2 separate regions of the Mus musculus genome follow, and region 1 is linked to region 2. Evidence: chromatin contacts called from public HiChIP or PLAC-seq data. All regions are on one chromosome and are shown on one strand. Each heading gives the region's core, a stretch centred on a gene start, on an enhancer-like site or on the middle of the called end of the contact. The rest is flanking DNA. Distances are from core to core; before and after follow the strand shown. Region 1 overlaps Brip1 (BRCA1 interacting protein C-terminal helicase 1). Region 2 has its middle 12 kb from the start of Tbx2.

Region 1 (5,662 bases), core at 552-3,051, 250 kb before region 2:
ATAATTTATTACTCATTCTTTAGGGACCTGGAAATAAAGAACCCCACTATGAAATGCTGATAATGGGCCACTCTGAGGGCCGAGCATTAAGCTGACTTTCCCGGTGAGAATCTTTTTTTTCACTTCCACCTTTCCCAGATGCTTCTGATCTGTGAGAACTTTCTTAATCATGTAATAGTGTAAAGGAAGACTTTCTGTGCACTAGACTGAAGCACTTGTGGGGCATGAGAGGGAACCCGGGCTTTACTGTAAGTAGAAGTTGTAGGAAAGCATACCTTTAAGAATTATCTTCTTTTAATGCAATTAAGTCACACAGAGCACAGCTGCCTTCTAAACGGTTACCTGAAACAAACCCATTAGCAAATTACAATTACAAAAGCTGCAACATTAAAATTCAGCCATCCACATCTCAAATTGGTGATATAGACATAGATACCAGGTTATGACAAAACTATTCACATTATTAAGACAGGTTAGAATAATGAAACAATCTCTCTCTTTTTTTTTAACCTAGCTAGAAGCACAAACTACTATAATAGGTTCTGGGAACACAGTGACACAATGTCTATAGCCCCTTGTCTGAGGCAGATTACAGTGTAAGCAAGGTATCCTGACGTGAAAGTAAGAAACAGTCGGCGCTGCGATGAGGGCTGTAAGAGAGAGTGCAGGAACCATGAGAACGTTACAGCGGGTCTTTATGGGTCAGGAACGGCTTCCTGAGGAAGTGTTATTTAATCTGACACAGGAAAGAAGGTGAGAATGGTGTAGGTGAACAGATCGAACAGCGGTCTTCTCAGCACAGCAGCGTACGCTAAGGCCCTCATAGGTGAAAGAGGAGAGGAGACAGTTTCCAGGAATTGCAAGAGCACAGACTTGGGGAACTGGGACAATGGCCTGTGAACTCAGGCTGGGAGAAGCACTTAGAAACCAAATCACCTAAGGCTCCGTATGCCAATTTCAGGACTTGGGATTTTATTCTGTATTATGGGAAACCTGATCCAGGAACAGAGCCTAAGGTCAGAGTAGAGTGGAGTTCCGGTTATAGTGTAACATCTGACATAGAAACCCACCTGGATCTAGCCTCAGTAACAACATATGCTTCCCCGTGGGGGGCGGCCATGTATGTAAACTTGAAGCACTGGAACACCAAACTCAGTAACACGTAGGAGGCTGACAGTTTATAGTTGGAGTGGCTGGAAATCCTCAGGCTGACTGAGTTGGTCTCAATTACTTACACCTTACTTTTGCTCAGTTTTTCTAGCCTTAAAAAGAAAAAAAAAGATATTTATTTGACTAAAACATTGAAAAGCAATTTATAAATACATCTTAAATTAAAAAAAAAAAGTTTAAGTAAACAACCTAAATTGACCACTTGTATATTTGCCCTGGGCAGTAAAAGTGAGAAAACAACAAACTCTGAAAGACAAATAAATAAACCAAACAGAAAATCCATAAGATAAATAGATGAGTTGCTGTGGTCACTTTCTCTCCTCTCCCTACTCCAGGCTGGAAATTGGACCCAATGATTTGCACACAATAGACAAGCACTCTGCCACAGAGCCTCATCCTCTGGATCAATTGTCTGTATTCTTTAAAGGGATAAAGACAAATAGTAGTTGATAGTTCAACATTTTCTTAATTTATTTTCTTTCATTCGCCTGGTGTTTTTGCAAACACAGGAACTTTGTATATTGGTTTTGGTCTCAAACTTGGCCTAAGTCCTAGACTCACTTGTCACTGTGGGCACAAGTAGATTGATTGAGACTTTTGTTCCCACTGATTTGTTGACACAACATAATTAGCAGCACTTCCTCAAGGGGAAGTAGGAAACTGGGCTTTGACTTCTCTAAAAATAAATGTAATCCCATTCCTCAGCAGTGCGTTTGAGTTGTGGATTTCAGTTACAGAGTCTTAGGCAAAAGGCTGAGAGGCAAGGGATTAATCCTGTTAGCTCCTGCTCATTCTGTCAGCTCTCTTCTAAAACTATAGGTTGCAGACACATAGCAGGGCTTCAGGTATGCCACTCAAGTTTTCCAGTTATACATATCTTGAAGTATCAAATAATATAAGTCGCAATATGTATCACTATTTACAATATTAGTTTTCCTGGTTTTGACTGAGTTTAATAGTTTGATAAAAGCAAGTGTGGCACTATTTCCATAATCCTAGAATTTGGGAACTGAAGCAGGAGGATCTCAAGTTCAAGGCCAGCCTGCTCCATAAGGAGCCTTCAGTAAATAAATAGGTAATCATTTAAAGCCTTAGACGAGTAGTGTAAAGCTTCCTAACAATAGGACTTAAAGTCAGTATGCAAGGGTGTATAGTGGTACAGTAACTTGTAATGTCCTTTTCTACTCTATCAGTTTAGTGGATTTGTGGCCTTGATATCAGAGTTTATCAACCTTGGCACTGTTGATCTTTTGCCTACTACAGTGTATAATCTTTAGTCAAATCTCTGCCTTGCCCCACTGCATGCTAGTAACCCATCTCCTGCCCTTACCTGCCATGAGACAACACAAAAGTACATCCGTATTGCAGATAGCCCCAGAGGGTACTAGCGATCCAAACTCAGCTCCCTTAACTGTACAGCAAGTCAGCACTTTACCCTCTGAGCCATTTTCTTAGTTCCTGCACTTATATTAAGTTACATTTTACCAAGTTGGAAAACTGTCGAATAAAGCTTTTACTAAGAGTCTAGTACATACTAAATACAGCAGATGGTTTATTATAAAATCTCTTGGTCCCGCCCGCCACAGTCACAGCCCCACTCCTGAGAGGCCGTGGCACATACGTTGTTAGCTGTCTCATCACACATCTATCTATAGTTCATCGTTACTTAGGGAGTTTAAGAAATTGCTTACTTCCTATTTGAAATAAGGATTTTAGCTCAGTTAATCTACTTTTCTCTTTTATATATCCTTTCACATATCTTAACATTGCATAAAACCTCAATTGTTTTTTGAAAACAATGATTGAAAATACCGTTCATTATAGTCAACATTTTCCTTCCTATCTTAAATTGGAGAGGTAATAATACTGTTTATCCTCTCCACTTCTTAATTTCTGACTGGTCTGTGTAGTCCAGGCTAACCTTAAACTTGGTGCCTTTCTGCCCCAACTTGCATATGCCAGATCTCTGGTTCCCTGGGACCTTCCCTTTCTTCTATGGTTTTGGCTGCATTCTGGGGATGGAACCCAACCCTCGTGCCAGTGCTCTACCACAAGCTTTACTCACAATGCCCATAGCTTTGCCAGAAGGAACAGGGTTTTTGCTGTGTTGCCAACGCTGTCCTTGAAGTCAGAATCTTCCTGCCTCAGCCTTCCAAGTAGGCAGAACTGTAAGTTTGCAGCACCATACCCAGCCTGTCTCTCTTCTCTGCAGAGTACACTCTCATAGTTTTCCCTATTAGTTCCTCACCCTCCTGTTTGTGGAGTGTTTCTGTGCTTTTACAGGCTGAACTGGCTTGTTTTTAAGAAGAGACTCTGAGGGTGCATCAGTTTGAACTTCCACTTTTCTGTGTAATCGTTTATCAGTTGCTCATCTGCGTTTTCAATGTGGGATTTGGGGTGAGATCTATTTCAACATAACTGAATTAAACACCTTGTCTCTCTTGTTCATGTTAATTTGGGAAAGTTAGGAGAGTTGGTTTTTTAAAACTTTTTAAAAGCTCATAAGTTTCCAAAATGCTATGATTCTGTGTCTTATTCCATATGCACATGTTCACATGTGAGAAGCTTTGAGTGATACATTCCTGACAATAATAGAAAATAATAGCTTTTAAAATAAAACTTTCAGTTACTTTGTAAAGGCCTTTTTTCCTGGTTTTGGTCTTAAAAGTGCTTTATTTTTGTGTATTGTGTGTGTGTCTTGCATGTGTGTGCCTTGCATGTGTGTGGGTGTCTTGCATGTGTGTGTGTGTCTTGCATGTGTATGTGTCTTGCATGTGTGTGTGTGCACTGTGGCACACATGTGGGAGCCAGAGGACAACTTTCAAAAGTTGATTCTCACCTTCCATTTTGCTGAAACAGGGTCTCTCTTGTTTCTGCTGCTGTACAGTGCTCTCCAAGCGAGCCAGCCTGCTAGCCTCAGGTGTCTCCGCCTCCCTCCCATCTCACTGGGAGAACACTGGGGTTACAGGTGCAAGCCACCGCATCCAACCTTGTGGGAGCTCCAGGACGTGAAGGTGGTCTCTCAGGTCTTTTGACAAATGATTTCACTCACTGAGCTGTATCTCCAGTTTCTTATTTTAGAAGATAATGTGGATATAATAGGGATGGAAAGCTGGAGAACACTTACTGCATTCCTTGAACTCAGAATCCTCCTGTGTAGCCTCTAGAACTAGACTGATGGGTTATAGATGTGAACTCTCATGCTAGCTTCCGTGTTTTCCAGTATTCATTTAATATTTTTTTCTTACACTTCTATCTTCTTGTTTGTCTTCTTAAACATTTGATGTTGTTGGGGCTGGAGAGATGGCTCAGCAGTTAATAGCACTGACTGCTCCTTTAGAGATTCTGACTTCAATCCCTAGCAACCATCTGTAATGGGATCCGATGCCACCTTCTGGTATGTCTGAAGACAGCGACAGTGTACTCATATACATAAAATAAATCTTTAAAACACACACATGCCCATGAACATACAAGAAGCCTACAGAACTCCAAATAGACTGGACCAGAAAAGAAATTCCTCCCGACACATACTAATCAGAACAACAAATGCACTAAATAAAGATAGAATATTAAAAGCAGTAAGGGAAAAAGGTCAAGTAACATATAAAGGCAAGCCTATCAGAATTACACCAGATTTTTCACCAGAGACTATGAAAGCCAGAAGATCCTGGACAGATATATTATACAGACACTAAGAGAACACAAATGCCAGCCCAGACTACTATACCCAGCCAAACTCTCAATTACCATAGATGGAGAAACCAAAGTATTCCACGACAAAACCAAATTCACACATTATCTTTCCATGAATCCAGCCCTTCAAAGGATAATAACAGGGAAAAAAAAAACCAATACAAGGACGGAAACCACGTCCTAGAAAAAGCAAGAAAGTAACCTTCAACAAACCTAAAAAAAAGACAGCCACAAGAACAGAATGCCAACTTTAACAACAAAAATAATAAGAAGCAACAATTACTTTTCCTTAATATCAATGGACTCAACTCCCCAATAAAAAGACATAGACTAACAGACTGACTACACAAACAGGACCCAACATTCTGCTGCTTACAGGAAACCCAACTCAGGGAAAAAGACAGATACTACCTCAGAATGAAAGGCTGGAAAACAATTTTCCAAGCAAATGGTCTGAAGAAACAAGCTGGAGTAGCCATTCTAATATCTAATAAAATCTACTTCCAACCCAAAGTCATCAAAAAAGACAAGGAGGGCACTTCATACTCATCAAAGGTAAAATCTTCCAAGAGGAACTCTTAATTCTGAATATCTATGCTCCAAATACAAGGGCAGCCACATTCATTAAAGAAACTTTAGTAAAGCTCAAAGCACACATTGTACCTCACACAATAATAGTGGGAGACTTCAACACACCACTTTCATCAATGGACAAATCATGGAAACAGAAACTAAACAGGGGCACAGTGAAACTAACAGAAGTTATGAAACAAATGGATCTAACAGATATCTACAG
Region 2 (5,666 bases), core at 2,114-4,613:
AAAAAAATAGAAAACAAAAAAAAAAAAAAAAAAAAGAAACACCAACCATGCCAACTATGCCTTAAGGAAGTCAATGACCTTGTAGGTCACAGAGATTTGATGAAATATCTACCCTCCCCAGAGGAGACATGGCAGACATGGGGTCTGGTAGAAAAGACTGAGCCCCAGAAGGCAGGGGCAGGAGAGAGCCCACCTGTCTGTCTTTAAGACAGGATATCATTATATTGTACAGGGTAGCCCAGTGCTCCCCCCCCCCGCCCCGGTCTCTCTCTCTCTCTCTCTCTCTCTCTCTCTCTGTGTGTGTGTGTGTGTGTGTGTGTGTGTGTGTGTATTGTTGTTGTTGTTGGAAGAGGGAGTTTGTTCTTCGAGATAGGAATGTCACTGTGTAACCAGTATAACCAGGAATGTCACCGAGTAACCAGGCTTTCATCTATTGGCAGTCCTCCTGCCTCAGCCTCCTAAATGCTGGGATTACTGGCATGAGGCACCACACACAACTAACCTCAAACCCTGTCCTTTCCTGTCTCTGCTTCCTCTATGCCTAAGTGTATGCAAACAAGACTGTGTTTGCACGTGGTCCAGCGGGAAGGGGCACCTGTACAGATATATACTTATGGCTATTGGTGTGCATGCGGTCTCTCCACGCGCCTGTGTGCACAGGTGACTGTGGTGGTGTGGGGGATGGGTGAGGGATGACCTAAGAGGTGTCTATTGCACAGGATATCAGTGATGCGACCAGCAATCTTATGGGCAAACCCAGAAAGCCTAAGGGCAGACACAGCTGCTCTGAGAAGGGAGGAAGACCCTGGGTGGGGACAAGAAGGAAGGACTGTGCATGTGCTCTGCGACTAGATAAAAATTACCCAATGGCATCTCTCATGTCCAGAGACCACAGAGCAGGAACCCTCGAGGCTCTGGGAAAGAACACTGGCTTGGGAAGATTCTGTGACCTCTCTTCAACCGGAACAGGTCTAAGCCTTGGTTTTTCTCTCTGGAACGGAAGTTCCCATTCCAAGAATGAGAAGGAAATGTGTTTGGCATGGGGTGGTGGCCCACAGCTCCTCTTGTCAAGCTGAGGAGCAGCTGCCATGGAGCCAGAGGACATCCTGTTCTCAAGAAATAAAAACAAGAGTGAAGACGGGCCGTGGCTACGTTCCCCTGCTAGACTGATGTGAAGCCAGCAGCCATCTTGGTCTCCTGGGCTTGTCTCTAAATCAGGCTACTTCTCCCACAGCCAGACCCTGGCCAGGACACCAGGGCTCAGCATCCGGCAGTCAGCAGAGGTCATGCACCCAGCCCTTTTGTCCCTTCCCAGCTGGGAGCCTGACTTATACCCACCATCACCTCATTAGCTGCTGCTGCCAAGGGCCCTGCTCACTGAATTGTGAAAGAGCCTTTTCCTTTATTTACTGGAAATCCTGGAACCCTTCATTTCTCTGAACCCCAATGTCATCCTCCGCGGTTCATGGTCACTATACTGCCCCTGACTTAGCCTTCACTGAGAGCGAGCCCTCATGAGAAAGTACTCTGAATACCATCAAGCCTTCAGTTCAGGGAAGGATTGAGCCCATGTAAATAGCCCAGATCTAGGGGATACCCTTTAGGAAGGGGCCTCAGAAGACCCTCCACTGGTACCGTTTTCTCTCCTTGGGGAGAACCTGCATTCAGTCTGTCAGCAACCCCATGGTGCTGGAGGCCAGAGTCACCTCACAACCCATAGGATGTGCCCCCTCCCAACTGTGCTTGGTGGGAAGGTTGAACTGTGACAGCCACATCCCACAGGGACTGGAGGCAGCTGGAGCCAGCTGGTTCCCCGAGGGTTTCAGAACCTGGAATGCTATTTCCTAATCGGGAATTCATCCAGGCCACCAATCCTGACCCCAGTCCAAGAAGCTTAGCAACAGTCAAAGTTCCCAAGGTCTGTGAGTGGCTCTGCCTATGTCTCAGGCCCAGGTTCCTCAAGGGTTAGGTCCTTGTTCAGGAGCCTTTGATGTCGGGGAGGGGAACGTTTCAACTAGTCTCTCACATATCACTTTGGGTTTGGTCCACACCATTTACTTTGCCAACCGGGATCCTGGAGCTCAGAAAAGAGAGTCGTACTGTTCAGGATCTCATGGCTAGAGGCAAAGGTTGGCTTTGAACTTCTCATTCAGTTTTCCTACTGAACATCTGCTTTGCAATAGATGGGCATCAAGTGACTGTTAGATTACCAAAGGTCTCATCCTATCCTCTGGTATGCCTTGAAGGTGCCGAGACTCTGGCTGGGGGGAGGCAACAAGTTGCTGGCTAAGGAAGAGATGCAAGACTGATGGGAACTGGGCAGGTTTCTATCCGTGTGCTCTTAAAAAGCGTATGTAGACTTATTCTGCCCGTTTGTCGAGCTGCTGGCATCTTTGGTACTTAGCTCCCCCAAATTTTCCCCACTCTGAGTGTGCCATTTGTTAGTGATCAGGTTTCCCCTCTTTACCCACGAGCATCCGACTCAAACCTGACTCAAACTCTGGTGGCTCACTTCTGAGTCCTTCTTACTTAGCATCTTCGGGAACTACTGAAGACCCAAAGCCTCCTCAAGACCTTTGGTTGTCTTGTAAGATTTAACCCTTGGTCCTCAAGTGCACTGGTCCCTGGTGCATACCTAACAGTCTCTTCGTGTGACCTTGAGGAGCTGAGGAGGTGGAGGTAGGAGCTGAGGAATGTCTTAGCCAACACTTACACCCAAGCTTGCATGGTTCAGTGGAGCTTCACACTCCAAAAGGGCCAGAGGCGTGTTTTCCAGTGCTCATAGATCCCAGCCCTGACTGTGTTTCCAAGAGGCCAGGAAAGCCAGAGGCAAGCGCCTTCCCTGTCCCAAGAAGAATCTGAGTCCAGCCAGGCACATCGAAGACCATAGCTTCTAGGAGCTGGCACTGCAGGGCAGCTCCAAGAGAAAAACCCACATTAAGTTTTGAGCTCCCTCGTCGGTGCCCGCAGTCGGCAGCCCACTCAAGTCCCTGGGCCTGGACCTACAGTGGATCTGAGATCCCTCTCCGTGCCCATTTCTCTGGACTCACTGCACCTTGGGCTCTGGCAGGGAGTGCTGGCCGGCTGCTTGACCGGGCCCTGTCCTGGAGCGCCATCTCGTGGGAACGTGGGGAGTTCCTGAGGCCTGGGACCTGGGAAGGCTCCCGAGTCCGGAGCAGCCAAGTGAGTTCGGGGTCCTTAGCCCATCAAACCCGATGGACAGACACGCACCCCAAGGGAGCCTAAAAGAAACTCGGAGGGGAAAACAGTCATCCGGGCACCAACACTTTCCCTGGTGGGTAACTTGTCTGCTCTCCAGAGGACGCGACACAATGCCCTGAGATCACCCGGAGCGCCCAGCCCCCTCCAACGCACGGGGTCGTTCTCCCCGCTGACTCTTGATCGTTGGCTGGACTCAGCCTACCGGGAGAGTGTTCCAAACTTCTCGGTCAAGGGCGGAGAGGCGGAAGGAGAATGGGAAAAGGAAACGAAGTTGGATTTAGGGTCGCTCCCAAGGTAGGAAGGAGGGCTCAGAGTTGCAATTCTGATCTCTCCCAAACCGTTCCCTCCGCGGCGGCCTTCACCTAGAGAAGCGGGGGGCGGGGCCAGAGCCCAGGCGGGGCGGGGCCCGAGCTCAGGCGGGACGGGATCGCTGTCGCGCCGCGGCGTGCTCCTCCCCGCGTCAGTGAATCCACAGTGGGCTGGGGAGGCTGAACCCGGTTCAACGCCCTCCAGGAGGACAGGGCCTTCTGCCGAGGCTCAGAAGCTCTGCACCGCAGCGGGAAGTTTGGAAGGAAGAAATGGCTCGAGGGTTCGGAAGCCTCGGATTAACCGCGTGGAAAATGCAGTGTCCAACATCTCGGAATCTATTCAGTTGCGCTGCTAGGGGTCTCACGAAGGCTCCAAATGCTGAATCTTCGAGTTCTCGGGTGTTATCACACCCAGTCCTAAACCAGCACAGTTCTCTAAGACCCCACACTCCCCATTGAGTCTCTTGGCGACACGCTTGGTCACCCACTTAACAGACCTCAGAGGCCCCTTGGTCACCCACTTAACAGACCTCAGAGGCCCCTTGGTCACCCACTTAACAGACCTCAGAAGCCCCTCGATACCCATCGCTCACACACTCCTCTCTGCTGACGGATTTGCCATCCAATGGCCCTGGTTGGGCAGGTCCTGAAGGGTTAAGGCAGCGGGTACACGGGCGCTTGAGCTAATTGGCGACCCCCAGAGACAATGAAGACTGGAAGGCTGGGAAGGCTGGTGGCTTAATTGGGCCTGGGAGTGGCCAGGCCTTTGTCTGGGACAAGGCCCAGCCCGTCAGCTGCAGGATTCCCCAAGCCGCACTTGGCCTTGCAGCTGGGGCCCAGCGGAGCACTGTAGTGGCAATCCCGGGAGGGGGGTGTGTACGGCCGAAAGCAGGGGAGCGGGAGGATTCTCCAAGCCGCGCTGCAGGCTCGGAAATAACACCAGACCCGAGTTGCTGCGGCCCTGCCCACCACCGCGTGTGCTGCCCCCTGGTGTCCGCAGGCCGAGGGGGCCCCACAGCCAAACTCTCGGCATTCTTTCCTGGTTGAAAGCGAGAGGCAGCAAGATGCCAGTGCACACGTTGCTTTGGGATTTTTTATTTTTATTTTTTACGGGGAGTTTCAACCCAAAGTGACCTCAAATAAACGTAGAGATAGGGAGAGACTCTATGCGAAGTAGGGAGGGACTTTCCTTGTTCCTGCTTGGTTCGTGAACCACATTGCCTAATCAGTCCAGGCGGAGCAGAACAGGGGAGCCATAGCTCACCTACGGTTGGGATGAGACCATCTACACACAGGCACGCACACGCACGCGCGCGCACACTCCACACTCTCTACCCAGGGAAACTTGAGGCAGCCCTGTCTCAGAGGAGTTGGACAAAGTTTTTTCCTTGTAAGTGTGTCAGCCCAGGAAGGTGTTCGGAGCATTAGGAGTTCCTGAAACTTTCAAGTCTACCTACATCTTCACTCTGCCCTTCAAATCATTGCTGATGTCCCCGGGCGAGTGGAAAGTCATACACGCCCCAGAGGTTCACAATGTCTAACAAGGCAATCTTTTGGGGTTGGACGTCAAAACCTCCTGGACTTAAAGGGATGAAGACGGGGTGCTCAACGACCACAAATCCAGAGACATGTAATCAGCTCCCGGAGGCACCTGCCAGCTGGATGAGGTTACTAGCTGTGGCCTTCTGGAGCGGCGTGGATGGGAGCTCTCCTTAACAGAGGGGGTCTTAGGGAAGCACCAGCCCAATGGGGCCAGTGGGACACAGTGGGACTCCCTTGAAAGTCGCCAGCAAGTTGATGCAAGGAGGGGATCGAAGATAAACAAGCTGTAAGGAGGGATTTTTAGGCCAGATTTTCCCAGCACCCCAAGCACCGAGTGATTCCAGAAGGCAGAGTGATGGGACAGAATTCTGGAGTTGGTGGTACTGAAGAAAGTTGGCCACTACCTCCTCCCCAACACACACACACACACACACACACACACACACACACACACACACACACACACACACGAAAGGAGAAAGAGAAGAGAGCAGGGCCCCGTTTCCCAGATCATGTACCCAGGAAGGTTGAAAGGAGGGGTGAGGAGCAGGTCCACAGTGTCCTAGAAAGGGAGTCGGGAGTCCAGGCCACTCT

The links. HiChIP or PLAC-seq counts read pairs in DNA pulled down with a chosen protein or histone mark.
Region 1: a contact with region 2 is called in an H3K4me3 HiChIP or PLAC-seq map of bone marrow-derived macrophages, with 4 times the contacts expected there. The contact joins two enhancer-like sites. A contact is called at or near these places in 8 of 39 promoter capture datasets (the C10 cell line, the HPC-7 cell line, cranial neural crest and 3 more), 1 of 15 datasets of contacts at CTCF or cohesin (the NIH/3T3 cell line), 3 of 484 Hi-C or Micro-C datasets (embryonic stem cells and liver), 9 of 115 datasets of contacts at active chromatin or transcription factors (bone marrow-derived macrophages, embryonic basal ganglia, embryonic forebrain and 3 more) and 1 of 9 other capture datasets (embryonic stem cells).

The regions. Positions count from the first base shown.
Region 1 is chr11:86,095,655-86,101,316 of GRCm38.p6, reverse strand. The region is part of intron 16 of Brip1 (BRCA1 interacting protein C-terminal helicase 1); the gene reads left to right. Among named protein-coding and RNA genes, the nearest start is that of Gm20759, 74 kb to the right of the region's middle. Within about 2 kb of position 1,801, at least 4 of the 459 cell types and tissues checked have an H3K27ac peak or open chromatin away from gene starts, as enhancers often do. A contact at or near this core is called in bone marrow-derived macrophages, where this site is marked.
Region 2 is chr11:85,842,263-85,847,928 of GRCm38.p6, reverse strand. No RefSeq gene overlaps it. Among named protein-coding and RNA genes, the nearest start is that of Tbx2, 12 kb to the right of the region's middle. Within about 2 kb of position 3,363, at least 171 of the 459 cell types and tissues checked have an H3K27ac peak or open chromatin away from gene starts, as enhancers often do. A contact at or near this core is called in bone marrow-derived macrophages, where this site is marked.